Regions from separate parts of the Gossypium hirsutum genome. Here region 2 is linked to region 1. Evidence: chromatin contacts called from public Hi-C data. All regions are on one chromosome and are shown on one strand. Each heading gives the region's core, a stretch centred on a gene start, on an enhancer-like site or on the middle of the called end of the contact. The rest is flanking DNA. Distances are from core to core; before and after follow the strand shown.

The links. Hi-C and Micro-C count contacts between places; a contact is called where the count stands out from the background.
Region 2: a Hi-C map of leaf shows a contact between it and region 1, with 2.3 times the contacts expected there. The contact joins the enhancer-like site here to the promoter of LOC107889522 in region 1. A contact is called at or near these places in 3 of 34 Hi-C or Micro-C datasets (fibers and leaf).

Annotation. Positions count from the first base shown.
Region 1 is chrA09:71,137,505-71,144,928 of Gossypium_hirsutum_v2.1, forward strand. It overlaps LOC107889522 (3,9-dihydroxypterocarpan 6A-monooxygenase), which reads left to right and starts at 4,872. Exons shown (of 2, transcript XM_016813965.2): 1 at 4,872-5,827; 2 at 5,993-7,024. The coding sequence starts at 4,919. The coding sequence ends at 6,637. It overlaps LOC107889523 (a long non-coding RNA gene), which reads right to left and starts at 353. Exons shown (of 2, transcript XR_001681770.2): 1 at 1-353.
Region 2 is chrA09:71,289,475-71,296,898 of Gossypium_hirsutum_v2.1, forward strand. No RefSeq gene overlaps it. Among protein-coding and RNA genes, the nearest start is that of LOC107890337, 5.9 kb to the left of the region's middle. Within about 2 kb of position 3,122, at least 4 of the 9 cell types and tissues checked have an H3K27ac peak or open chromatin away from gene starts, as enhancers often do. A contact at or near this core is called in fibers and leaf, where this site is marked.

The sequences.
Region 1 (7,424 bases), core at 3,622-6,121:
TCTTCTAACATCATGTTTTTAAAATTGACATTTTAATTTTTCATAACAGTAGTTAACAGCAATGCTAAAAGCTTAAAATTCCCAAACCATAATTTTTAAAAGCAACATTTTCCAAATGCACTTTTTTTTTAGACCAAACTTTTTACAACTCAGCCATAATGCTAAGCTAAGCAACAATAAAGTTGGACTAAATTGATAGATATATTACGCAAGATTTGATTTTGCAATGACAAAAGCCAAAACTCAAAGAAATCAACTAGAATATTTACAGGTTTGATTTAATTCACTTACTAATTACTTTTTTTTCTTATTTTAATAAAACAACACTTTCAAATTCACGAACAAGTCGTTAGACCTACTTATTTGCGGCTGAAGAACGACCATGAGAAGCAAAATATTTCTTTTGGAAGCCTATCAAGCTTGAACCTTTCAAAAAAGAACAAAAACCAACAGTTTCCTTTATTTTCCTTCACTTTCTCAGCAATCAAATAGAAAACAACTATGTTAAATCAAAAACCAAGAGAAAAGGCGATTACAAAACAGATCACAAGCATTCATAACTGAAACAAGCACATTCATCTACAAAAATGTCCAGTAATTAAAATCTAAGTTACTTACTTCACTACTCCCTCTCTCTCAATTTCCTCAAACACTTTAATCTATAAGAGACAAATAGAAAAAAATTAAAGGTCATGGAAGCATGTTCCTATTTAGAAAATTAGTGAAATATGCAAATTTTAAAGATTTTCACTTATGAATTGTTATATTCCTCATTTAGCCCTGGACTTTTTGATGAAAATAATGGCCTTCATCAACGAAACATACAGTTTCATATTTCAACTGATATTTCTTTTTCATAAATTATTAGAATGATTTGATATAATTGACTAATAGCCTAAATTTCTCAAATATTTATTTTTATAAAATTAATTTCTGCCCACATTCTTATTTAAATGCTATGATAGACTCAACAAATTGCATTACTATTTATCATTATCTTTAATTTGATTTGAATCAATTAATTATCTTATATAAGAATAACAATGTTTTGGCTTCTTACCAACTTTGTCACAAACACCTCTTTTTTTATTTATTTCTCAAGCAATATGATATTTAGCTAAAGAAAATACATCGCATAACAAAAATATTTAGATTAACAACAATGTTTTTATTAATTTTAGTAATTTACTTCTGCAACATTAAATTAAATATATTATACTCTAAATATATATATACAATTAATTCAGAGTAAAAAAAAAACTAGTTTGAGCTAATTTCTTAGATTCACCAATGAAATGTCCAGGAAATTTCATATATTGTTTTCAATCTCATTGACCATTGCTGTAGATTGCTTTGCTTCCTACTACCATCTTGATGGGTCTCATCATGGATTGAACCCACTATAGTTTTTAAATTTGAATATGGCCAATTCAACCTAACGTCAATCAAGATCAAACAATAGAAAATGTTTTTTTTTAAATATTTCTTTAATTTTAATTTTAAAATGTATAAATATTAATATATAATATTTTTTTATTTAACGAGAAAATTAAGTGGACCAAATCAATTTTATTGTTAAAGTTTGAATCTAAGAACCTGATTTCAAAGAAGATTTAAACAATCCAGTAATAAAATAAGTTGAAAGATTTAGATAGAAAAAGACGTTCTGAAGATATTAATAATTCAATTATTAAGCTCTTTCTTCAAATTATTCTCCACTTTATCATCCTACAAAAATTAATTAACATCTACATAAAAATAATTAAACATAAATTTTGGCCCCCTTTCATAGAACAACTACTTTTTATTTTAAATTTTGTTTAAAAGAAAATTGAAGTATTATTCAGCAAGCCTCATCATAATCCAAGAAATCAATTTTGCCACCCAACAGAAAGAATTTAATATTATTAGATTATGTAACATCTATGTTGTGAATGGAAAAAAATTATATAAATTAACATCAATGAACGAATCTACATTCAAAGAATTTTATGTCTACCTACCTTAGCACTCATGCATTTTATTTTTTCCCCAAGATTTTAATTTAAATAATTACAAAATTATTGACAGATATATGTCTTTATAATAAAATTTAATATTGATTAAGTTGAAAGACCAACTCAATCAAGTTATAAAAATAAAAAAAATGCACTACTACTTCTCGTGGAAATATAATTAATATACTATTATTCACTGAAAGCTACTGGTTTGATCTCCGCTCCTCCAATCATCTGTATACTAGAACCTTTTCCATGCTGGGGGTTTTCAAAAATTATTTTTATAATTTATTTATTAATAATTCAATTCAAAATTAAAATTTTTTTCCATTTTTTATTTTTCCATCTAACAGCAAAAACAAGGGGTAAAAATGATGTCAGATTCTAAGCAAAACACATCTGCAATGCTTTAGCATTGTATCCTACTTTTATTATGATTTATAGATACGACCAAAGAAATAATAACTCATTATATGACATATTTACTATAAGGGTAAAAATAGTTATGTAATACATTTATTAAGAATTTAAAATGAAACTAATTATTATTTTAATTGAAGTGGTAAAGTTGAGAGACTTTATGTTTAATGTTTTTAGTTCAAATCTCAGCATAAGTAATAAGTATGAATATTTTCTAAATTTTATATAAAAAGATAAAAATATCTTTAACTTAATATTTATTATTTTGTTAAAATAAAATTATTTTAGCAATTTAACAGCTAAGTTGATATTCAGTTAAAATCTTTATATATATATTAAGTATACATTTTATTTACATTCGTTATGTACTTGATATATATTATTAAATTATGTAATATATTGATTTATCTTAATTTTGTATACATTCATTATGCTACATTAACATAAAAATTTAATTTTAAATTTAATATAAAAATTGAAGTGTAATGTCATTAGAGTATAAATATATTATTTTCACTATTTTAGTTTTTTTATTATTTGCATTTACTCATAAATCATTTAAAATATAAATATTATAATATTTTATTATAAATTTTGATTGATTAATTTGATGTAATAATTAATAAACGTAAATTTGATGATTTAATTGTAAGTTAATTTTTTTAAAATTGTAATATTTAATATAAAAATATGTTTTTATTAGGTAAAATTAAAATGATTGTATTTATAAAAATATATATAAATTAGATACTTAATTAGTAAGTTATATAATTATTTAATTATAATTAGAAAATTTATTATAACTTTTTATTATCAATTCCTCTAATGTAAAGAGGAAGCAATTCTTGAAGTTAAACCTTTATTATAATAACGGATTGAGCCTTAATTTAATTAGTATGAATATTATTATAAATGTAGAAAAAATATCGACTAAGAAATTTACCTATTTTATCAAATAATGGCAACTTTTAAAAATTAAGATAGAAAGCATCAGCCGATGTTTGACACCATAGTTTACATATTGGTCCATTTTCCATTGTGACTTCATGAAAATTTAAAGATATAAGTATAATAATTAAGCTAGGCGGAGAGGAGGAAGAGCTCATAATATGGGGACCATTAGAAAACAAGAGAAATGGTAGGAGAAATATACATGCATCCTCCCATAAAATAAAAACATAATATTGGGACCATCAATTTAAATTTGTGGAGTCGCTTCATGTTTGTATGTTTGTTGTGATTATGAGTATAGGGAATATAATTAATTTGATCAACTTCAGTAAATATTCAAACACTGCAAAAAGGAGTAATTTATCATCAAGTTTCAAAGTTCTCACTTAATATCAGTGATTCAATGTGTCGAAACTATTTTTTGAAAAAAAGTCGACTTAATTTCGAAAATGAAAAAATAGGAATTGCCACCAATCCTTTTTGATGAGGTGTGATCGGGTCACCTCGTAAAATGGCTGTTTTAAATATAACGGTTCAATTTATTAAAACAACGATTTTAGCCTAAAAAATTTAGAAAAACAGGTTCGGGAGTCGATTACGTACGAGAAAGGATAAACACCCTCGTAACGCCCAAAATTGGTACCTAGTTGATTAATTAACATCTTAGTGTCGAAAATTAAAAACTTGAAGAGAGTTTAAAATACGATCCCTCTTTGTGGTAATATTTACTTAAAAATCGTTTGGGTAAATTAAAACGTATGCCAAAGACTTTCTCATCTCAAGATAACAAAATGTCACATCTAGTAAGTTGGGACACTACCTCGACCCTTGAGGATAAGCTTGCCTTTTAATTTTATTTAAAACTGGATATTTGGTTATATAGATTGAACGCGAAAAAATCGAAACCCAATAAGTTAGGGCAAGATTTCTCGAATTTCCAAATATAGAATATTGCATTTATTTTAAAAATCTCATCTCGAGGTAACAAAATATCACATCTAGTAAGTTATGACACAACACCTCGAATTCTCGAGAATAAGGTTTTTGGTTTAAAACTTATGTATTTGGTTCTAAAAGGATATTCCACTATTTAGGTTAAACGAGGAAAAATCAAAACCTAGTACCTTAGGGCACGGCTTCTTAAATTTCCAAATGCAGAACATTACCTTTAAAAAAACTCTATTTTTTGATGAATTTGGATAAAAAATTAATGAAATATTTAAAGTGAATTTGGATAAAATGTTTAACATTTTGGGCCATTGAGCCATGTTTATTTTGGGTCTGATTTTTTGTAAAATATGTTTGGGTTTATTGGACTTGAACTTGGATTGTATAATGGACTGTTTGGATATTGTTTAGGTTGCCTAATTTGGGCGTTGGCCGGGCAAAATAGTGCTGTTACACAATGGAAGCATTCATATATTGTGGTCCCCTTGCTCTCCTGCTGCAAAATGATTTTGATAGAACAACTCTGTATTTGGACCTTATATAAGAATATGCAGGAAACCCCAGTTTTTGCAACTTGCATATATTTTTCTTACTGTTCAAACATGGTTGATTCACAAGAATACATTCTTCTCTTCCTTATCTGGTTCATAACCATCTTCTTTCTCCGAGCCATCCTTAGCAACTCACGAGGGAAAAAACCCCATCTTCCACCCACCCCACGTGCCCTTCCAGTTATTGGACACATGCACCTCCTTGGCCCCATACCTCACCAAGCTCTTAACAAACTTTCAGACCGCTTTGGACCTTTGGTCTACTTCTACATCGGATCAAAGCCTTGTCTGCTTGTGTCTTCCCAAGAAACCGCAAAAGAAGTATTTAAAAACCATGAAACTACTTTCTTAAACCGCCCAAAAATGGTCAATCTTGATTACCTTACATATGGTACTGCTGATATGGCCATGGCACCTTATGGTCCCCTTTGGAAGTACATGAAGAAACTTTGCATGTCTGAACTTTTGGGGACTCGAACCTTGGACCAACTCCTTCCCGTCAGACGTGAGGAGATGACTAGATTTGTAAGATTAATACAAGACAAAGCTAAGACAGGTGAAGCACTTGATGTTGGAGTGGAACTGATGAGGCTGACCAACAACATAATATCAAGAATGCTACTTAGTAAGAGGTGTTCAGATAAAGAAGATGAAGCCAATGAAGTGCAGACAATAGTGAAAGAGATGAACAAACTTGGCACAAAGTTTAATCTATCGGATTTACTTTGGTTTTGTAAAAATTTAGATCTGCAAGGGTTTAGGAAAAGGCTCAAGGATGTTCGAGATAGATATGATATTCTGATGGAGAAAATCATATTGGAACACAAGGAAGCAAGAAAGAAGAATAAATCGACTGCAGCTGACACTGTGAAAGATGTACTTGATATTTTGATCGGAATATCAGAAGACCAAAATGCTGAGATGAAATTGACCGCAGAGAATGTAAAAGCATTCGTTATGGTAATTTGACTTAGATGCATATTTTGTGCAAATAACATTTACATGCACGTAACATAGCCATATTTTAGTTTGACCATGAAAAATTATTAACCATTCTAGTTATATTTTGCTATTATCAACTGTTAGTAGTAGAGGATAGACGATGACATAACGTGAATTTTTCAGAATTTTTTTGGGGCTGGGACGGATACATCCTCGGTTACAATAGGATGGGGAATAGCAGAGCTTATTAATCACCCAAATGTGATGGAGAAAGTACAAACGGAGATTGACTCTGTGGTTGGAAGGAACAGAATACTGGAAGAATCTGACATATCAAACCTCCCATATCTGCAAGCTATAGTAAAAGAAACATTAAGGCTTCATCCTGGTGGACCATTAGTTGTGAGAGAGTCAACAGAAGATTGTGTCATTGGTGGTTATGAGATTCCGGAAGGTACCAGGCTCTTTGTCAATGTGTGGGCTCTTGGTAGGGACCCCAATCAATGGGAGAACCCCCTTGAGTTCTTACCAGAACGATTTCTTAGTGAAGAGTGGAGGCAAGGCAAGAACCAGTTTTTGGATGTGAGGGGACAACACTTCAGCCTGTTGCCATTTGGGAGTGGAAGAAGAAGCTGCCCTGGAGCTTCGCTGGCACTACAGGTTGTCCCAACAGTCCTTGGCATAATGGTACAATGCTTTGATTGGAAGGTTAGAGATGGAGCAAATGGCACTGTTAATATGGAGGAAAAAGCTGGAATGACTCTTCTTAGAGCTCATCCATTGGTTTGTCACCCAGTCACAAGGCTATCTCCATTTCCAGCACTATGAGTATTCCGATACCCACCCTTTTCTCCTTGCAGACATGCTTGGACTACATCTAAATATGTAGTAGAAAGTGCAATATTAGTATAAATAAGGATGTATGTAAACCGTCGATTGTGTCCACATTTTCTATTCTTATAAGTTGTAAAATGTGGGATGACTAGGCGCTCTGCCATTGTTGTGTGGCTTCGTATGGAACTCGTTTCTTCTTAGAATTACTTCTGTTGCGATTGCCAAATCGCCTTGTCAATAAATTCCTTTGTCTTATGAGTTTACGATGTGCATGTTCGTATCTCAAACTGCCACATATGTTCCTCCTTTTTGGACCATCGGGTATAACCAAAGAAAATGAACAACCAATAAGATGAATGAAACTATTCCTTTGCAGTTTAACTAATTACATCCATTTCATCCATTCTGCAAATTTTGTTGCCTTTTTTATTTAAAGATTATTCATACAAATAAAATAAATTTCAATAATTATTTGTGATTTTGTATTCACGAAAATAATTCATCGAATAGTGTATAATGAGATTACGGTAATTAATTATATAACAATATAAACGCTGGAAGATAAAAGGAAAATAGAATAATGATTTTAGAGTTTCATCGTATGTTTGTGTATCCTTTGTATTTATGCAAAATTACATGCCTTTCCATAGACACTACTAGCTATCTAAATAGTAACATCTCATAACTATTCAGATAAGTATATAAACATGGTATATTGTCATAATGTCCGACCAACACAGAGTAGCTATTGCTGATCAGGCTTCTCATTTCTGGTTTGCCA
Region 2 (7,424 bases), core at 1,872-4,371, 150 kb after region 1:
ACCTACCATGTCCACAATTATATGTTTCAAATTTTTTATGTATTGTTGCATTCACTTTAGAGAATGAAGTAGATCTAGTAGGATGGACTTCATGATTTTCATTAATAGCTTGTTAATTTATTCAAGCTTAAGTAAACATTCCAAATATATCTTAAAATCTTTTTCACGATACTGTTGCTATAGGAGCATGTTTGGAACATGAAAAGTTAAAACAAATTCTCTAACAAGTTCTTATTAGTAATATTCTTCCCATATTAATTGAATTGAGAACTTATCTTAATTACTATAGAGTTATACTCACTCACAAATTTAAAATCTTGCAACTTCAGGTACATCTAATTATAACAAGTTTTAGATAGGAGATCTTACAACTTCTGGTACATCCAATTATAAACTTATCATATTCCGATGGTCATATCTTTCTTTTAAATTATTCCACAATCTAAATGGATCTTTCAAAATTAAATAGTTGCATGGGTAAATCTCATATCTCAAGTATAAAAACATGATTTATTTTTTTTCATAATCACCATCACAAACATGCATGAATTTCAATTCAAAATCTATTTGTTCATTTTTTTATCATGATTAGTCTCCAATTATAATAAACATGCTATAATAAAATAAATCATAGTGAAATATACCTGAAAATATTTAACATAATCGTCATCGCCATGGCTATTATCACAAGCACTGCTACAAGTACTAAAACAACTTTCCTTTCATAATAACATTTATAAATTAGAGTAAAATCATTTATAAAAAAATTAAAAAATTTCGCGTATAATGCTTGAAAGTTATCTGATGCACATAATATCAAATTTCAATAACAAATATATGTTATAGAATCTTATGACACTCTATTCAATTATTTATAATTTTAATTCAATTTAAAAAGTATAATTCAATCATTCAACAATAACAAGTTAATAAGACTCAATTAGATCTTATCAATTTTCCCTTTAATCAAGATAGTAAGTTAATAACACTTTCCATCATAATTTTAATCAGATTTCAAGTATATTTAATAACAACAATTTAATTATGAAATTTTTAATCATTCAAATATCATACATTAACAAAAAAAAATCTACTTTGATCAAATATTAAAATAATAAAAATTTTCATAAAGAAACATTAAAATAGATTTACCAAAAATCTAAAAAAAAAAGAAGAAGAAGGTGGAGAAAGCATACCAGATACGATGAACTGGTTATATAAATTTATTGACATATAATAATTGACAATTTTTAAGTGTTTTAGCAGCAAAAGCCATTGAATTATACTAGAGGATGCGAGGGCATGTTTCCTTTAGCGATTTTAACATATAAAACACTTGACACAAAATCCCAATAACATTTATGGTTAAGACAAGAGGGCTAAAACAGGTTTGTTATGAGATTGAGACTTCTCTTTCTCATTTCATAAACTAATGGTTTTATAGATTCTTTTGACAATAGAAAAAATCCTAAAGTATTTAGATGGTTAAGGTTAACAAATTGTGTTTATAACATCTTATAAAATAAATAATAAAAAAGAGTGAAAAATAAAGAAATTAAAAGAATGTATTTTATTGTTTTTATCAATAGGATATTTACAATATTTCTTATAAATATGTAATAAATATATATTTATTTAAAAATTCGTTATGTACAATAAATTTTTTTTTAAAAGTGATTTTAAATTTCTTTTATTTTGGCTTTTAATGTTGTAGTTAGGAGGGAGTAAATTTCAATATTATTATATGGACTGCACCGAGCAGATCATGATTCTGGAACCATCCTATTCGATAGATGAAAACACTAAAAATTTTCTTTATATAAGTTATTTTGTTTATATTTATAGTTAGGTTTCCAATAAAAAAAATTAAAGAGAAGTTTGAAATGAAGAGGGAATCCACTTTCAATTTTTGATACTTTATGGACATATTTTATTGACTCTACTTAATAATTTAGGGGTTATCAGAATGAAAAGAGGCATGGGTTTGCCTAATATTGCTTACCTTAATGGGGAAATGTTCTTAATTTGTTGGGGGCAGTCTTCCTAATAATTTAAGGACATTAAGGTACTCAGTACTTATTCATGTATGCATACCAACTTTGATAAATATAGAATATATATAATGATTACACTAAATTTAATAATACGATAATTAATATTATACTTATCACAAATTATACGATAACTAATATTATATTTATCATAAATTATTACATTATTTATGAGTGACTAATACTTTTTGCACTTTCTCATTAATTAATGTCCATTATTTGTGTTTTAAATTCTATGCCATCAACTAAATCCACATTTTAATGTTAGTTGAGTAATTTTATCTTGTGTCTTATTAATGGAGTATTCGGGTATTTATATATGCTATTACAACTCATGATATGACCCTACTGTTTTTTATTGACTGTTGTTCCTAATACTGATACTCCGTGCGAGTTTTAGACCTGCTGGACACGTGTCTCTTTCTGGGTCACCTGCGAAGCACGTTATCCTTTCTATTCCTAGTATTAACATTCCATGAGGACTTCAGCCTTTTGGACACATGTTTTACCCTGGGTCGCCTGCAGAGCACATGATCTCCCTTCTGCGAGCTCCTTGAACGCATGCGAACTAAAACCGTGACCTTCTCTTGGTTTGTGCGAGTTGGGTCCGTGAAACCCCTTTGTTGTTCACTCAACCATTTAGTAAGACCTATCCAGGTCACGGGTAGATAACTCATATTTTAAATAAGATTTAAAAGTTACAATAGTTTGTAACTCTCTTTTCTAATAATCAAAGTTTAGAAATGATGTGAATACCAAAATTTTAACTCCAATTATGTAAAAAGGGGCAGTCTAGAAGCTAAACCATTTTCCTCTCAAAAAAGCAAACTTTGACATTTTTGGGGCTTCAATGTGAAAAATATCTTCTTCTTTTTAATAACAAAATAAAGATGTAGATCCAAAAGTCCAAACCCATTCCAAAATTGAAGTGCATTTATATTTTGTATTTTGGTTAGTGGTTGGCGAGCGAGGTGACCGAGTTTGCTATTTTTGGTAATGCCCTACTTTTCAACAGAAATGGGTCCAAAGCCCCATATGGGCCTTTAATGATAAAGTTGACTGTTGTCATTAAAGTTTGTATAGGTTGGGCCCTTACTTGCGGAAATTCCAGATTTTTCTAAATTTAGTAATTCGTGATAGAGTTAAATGGTGTTGCTTTTTCTGTTGACTAACAATTCCATCCGTAATTTTAGACGACTCATGGAAATTAACACAAATTAGTTGTATATATTTATACTTGGCAATATAGGTCTGACCCTGAAAATTCTTCCCCTGTTTATTTGAATGAAAAATGAATTTCTACCCGTAATAGATTTAAATTTGAAAAAGTTTGATATCAATATGAAAAAACATGAATCTCTATGAATTTGAGTCTAAAATCGATCTAACCCAAATCTAAAATAAATTTGACCCAAAATTTAAAAAAGTCTGTATTTATAGTTGAATCGACATAATAGACATTAATAATTAATACAATTTTATTATATTTTTTAAAATGAAAAATTAAATTATAATTGTTTATTTTATGAAAATGTGTTGATAAGCATTAGATATTAAAATTTTATTATTTAATATATTATTAATAACGAACTTAATTAATAATAAATTTCTATGTTAAATTATAAAATGAAATAAATTTTTAAAAACATAAATTGAATATAAAATATTTTTAATATTATAATTATATATTTATAATAAACATATTATAAAATTTAAATTTACTAATAATATAAAATATATAATCACATAATATATTAATTTAATAATATGATAACTAATGTTATACTTATCACAAACATTACTAATAAATTTATTTTTAATGATTTAAGAATTTACATTTTAATTTTAGTTTTTTATTGATTAATGTTTGATATTTTATTAATATTATTATCTTTATATTAATTTTTAATTTGAAAAGGGTTTATTTTTATTTAAGTTAGGCTTTCAATAAAGTTTTAATTGGGATTAGATTTTGGTTTGGTTGGATTAGGGATTAAATATATATATATTATATTTAAGGGTTAGTATTTGATATATTAGTAGTGTATTTGTTTAATTCCACAGTAGGTTTAAAATTTTGCTATGTGTCTCGTTTCTTTTATATATTTATTTTTTTAATATTTTACTATATTTTATAAAACATTTGTCATCACACCAACTTTACTTGTAGAGTTTTTACTATATATTTTTCTTATATAGAATAACTGCAATTATGGTTAATTTGGTTTAAACGGTTTTGAATCTCAAAACCGAAACCAAGACCATATATATAAACTATTAATATATTAATCGTTTATATTTAATCATTAATTCTTATACATATATACTATTAATATATTATATATTATATGATATAGCATTATAAAATATAGTAGGAGGGTTAACTTTCAAATGTACAATGTGTATAGGGACTTAGAGGATATTTCATTCAATATAATAATAAATACATTATGTACTAATATTGTAGTATGTGATATAGTAATACATAATGTAATAATATATTTTAAAACTATTAATACATACATTTAACAATTAATTAGTCCAAAATCATAACTAAATTTACCGATTTGCTTGGATTGGCTCAATTTGATTGGAATCAGTTTTAATTGCTAATTATGATAGATTATATACTATTACATGATATGTACTGTTTCGTAATTTACTAAAATAGTATATGAGGAGGGATCCATTTACCTCTGTGTAAAACTAAAATAATTTACACCATTTTTGTATCTCTTTGTACAATAAATATTTTAACAATTCAATCGTTGAATTTATTGATATTGTTGTACTTGTCATGCATATAAATTTTCGAACGGATTCGATATCTCTATCAATTGATCTAAAATACTATATATTTTTTAATATTTATTGAACGGTTGAATTTTTTTTTTACATTAAACAAGTAGTTAGACATTTTTAATTTACATCAAATTTGACATCCATTATTTATATGAATGAAATATAAATGTGATGATTGGTTTATTAAAATATTAATCATACAAAGATATACAAAAGGATGTAAACTATACAAAAGGATGTAAACTACTTTAGTTTTACACATGTCTAAGTGGATCCTTCCTTGTAGTATATAATTATTACCAAAACTATTAATACATTTATATAACTATTATTATATTATAAATTATATTAAAATATACAATATTACATAATATTATAATATAATGACACTGAAAATCTTTGGGGCGTTATAACTTCTTCCCTTTTAAAAAATTTCAACCTTGAAATTTACGTAAGTTGAAAAGCCACGGATGTTATTGTCTCATCGCCTTCTTACTCTCCCAAGCGACATCTTCGACCTTATTGTTTCTCCATAATGCTTTCTTCAATTATATGTGTTAGATCTTCAGTTCTTTAATCTCTCGAGCTAAAATTTTGATATGTTCTTCATCATAAGTCAAAGCATATAGAATCTCAATCGTCTCAAGAGTAATGACATGATAAGGGTCTAGCTGATACTTTCTCAACATCGACACATGAAGAACATTATAAATCCTCTCCAAGTTGGGTGATAAAAGTCAATCAATATGCCATAGGGCATATCCGCTCAATTATCTCATATAGTTCAATGAAATTTAGGCTTAATTTTCCTTTCATGCCAAACAGGAGGACATTCTTCAATGAAAACACTTTTAAGAATGCATTTTCACTACCATTGTAGCCTATGTCCTTTCTTTTCAAGTTTACATAAAGCTTTTGCTTGTCAGAAACTGCTTTCAAATTATCCTTGATTATCTTCACTTTTTCTTCAATCTCTCAGATCAAGTTTGGGCCAACTATCTTGATTTCACTCAACTTTGTCCAACACAAGGGAGCCCGCACTTTCTACCATATATTGCTTTATAAAGCGCTACTTGAATACTTGTCTAGTAGTTGTTATCATAAGCAAATCCCATAGATGGTAGATGCTTTTTTCAACTCCCTACAAACTCAATAAGAAAACTTCTCAACATGTCTTCCCGTATCTAAATAATTCACTCAATTAACCACCCATTCGAGGGTGAAAAGTTATGCTAAGATTAAATTACCTACACAAAGTTTCATGAAGTTTTCCCCAAAGTCTCGTAATAAAACATGGATCTCTATTAGAAATAATGGAGGTTTACAATTTTGGTCATAATTTTAAATTTAAAAAATCACCTAAAATTTATTTACACTAAATTCTATTGACATGTCATATTTAAAATGAACATAGATTCATAATTCGATCATTTATTTTAAATGTATTCTTGATCATATCTGAATGACATTTGACACCTAAAATGATAATTAAATTGACAGAAAAAACTTGACTACATGTGTTTAAAAGTTTAAAAATCAATTAAATGCATGAACAATAATTTGTAAAACGTTTGATTAAATTTACCTTTAACAAATATATACTAAATTGATTTTTTGAAACTATTATTTTTTTTACGAAAAAGTGATATTATATAAACAATTTTAATAAGGGTAAATTACACCAACAGTCACTCAACTTTGAGCAGCTGACAAAACAATTATTCTAGTTTCAATTCAGTCACACAACTTTCGAAAAATAACAAAACAATCACTAACGTTATTAAAAAGTAACAAATCAGTTACCCATTAACATTTCCCGTCACTGTCTTAACAGAACTATTGACGTGGCTAGTTCACTTGCCACGTTGGAGGAACAGTCAAAGGGTCAAACTTTACACGAGTTTAGGGAAAAAATCAAAATAGGTGGGTTGGTTTAGGGTAAAAAAACACAAATTGATTGTGATTAAGGGAGGAAAAGATTGGTATTTTTCATCTACAATTTGTTTGGTTAGAAACTGATTAACAGGGTTATAAATTGATTGGTATTTGGTATTTTTCATCTGTAATTTGCATTTGAGATTTCCCACTTCAAGATCTCATCTTTTTTTCTTGCCCAAAGTTGCCCAAATTTTTATAGTATTGGTTAGATTTTAGGAGGAATCTACAACTTTGGGCAAGAAAAAAGATGAGATCTTAAAGTGGGAAATCTCACGACAAAGTAAAATGCAAATTGCAGATGAAAGTTAAAATAAGAATCATGGTCAAATCTCCATTTTTCTATTCTTCTTCTTCTCCTCCTCCTCTTCTTTTTTTTTTTTTCTCTTTTTCTTCTTCTACTGTCTAAACCTTAAACTGGTGCTAAAAGAGGTAGTTTAAATTGGTGCTTAATGTCCAGCTAATTGGTTAATGACAATAAGGATCTATCAACTGCCATGTCACTTTTCCGTTACGTCAGTAACAGAAAATGGTTAAAAGGATTGTTTTGTTATTTTTTAAAAATTGAGTGACTAAATTAAAACCAGGGTGATTGTTTGTCAATTGCATCAAAATTGAGTGACTGTTGGTGGAATT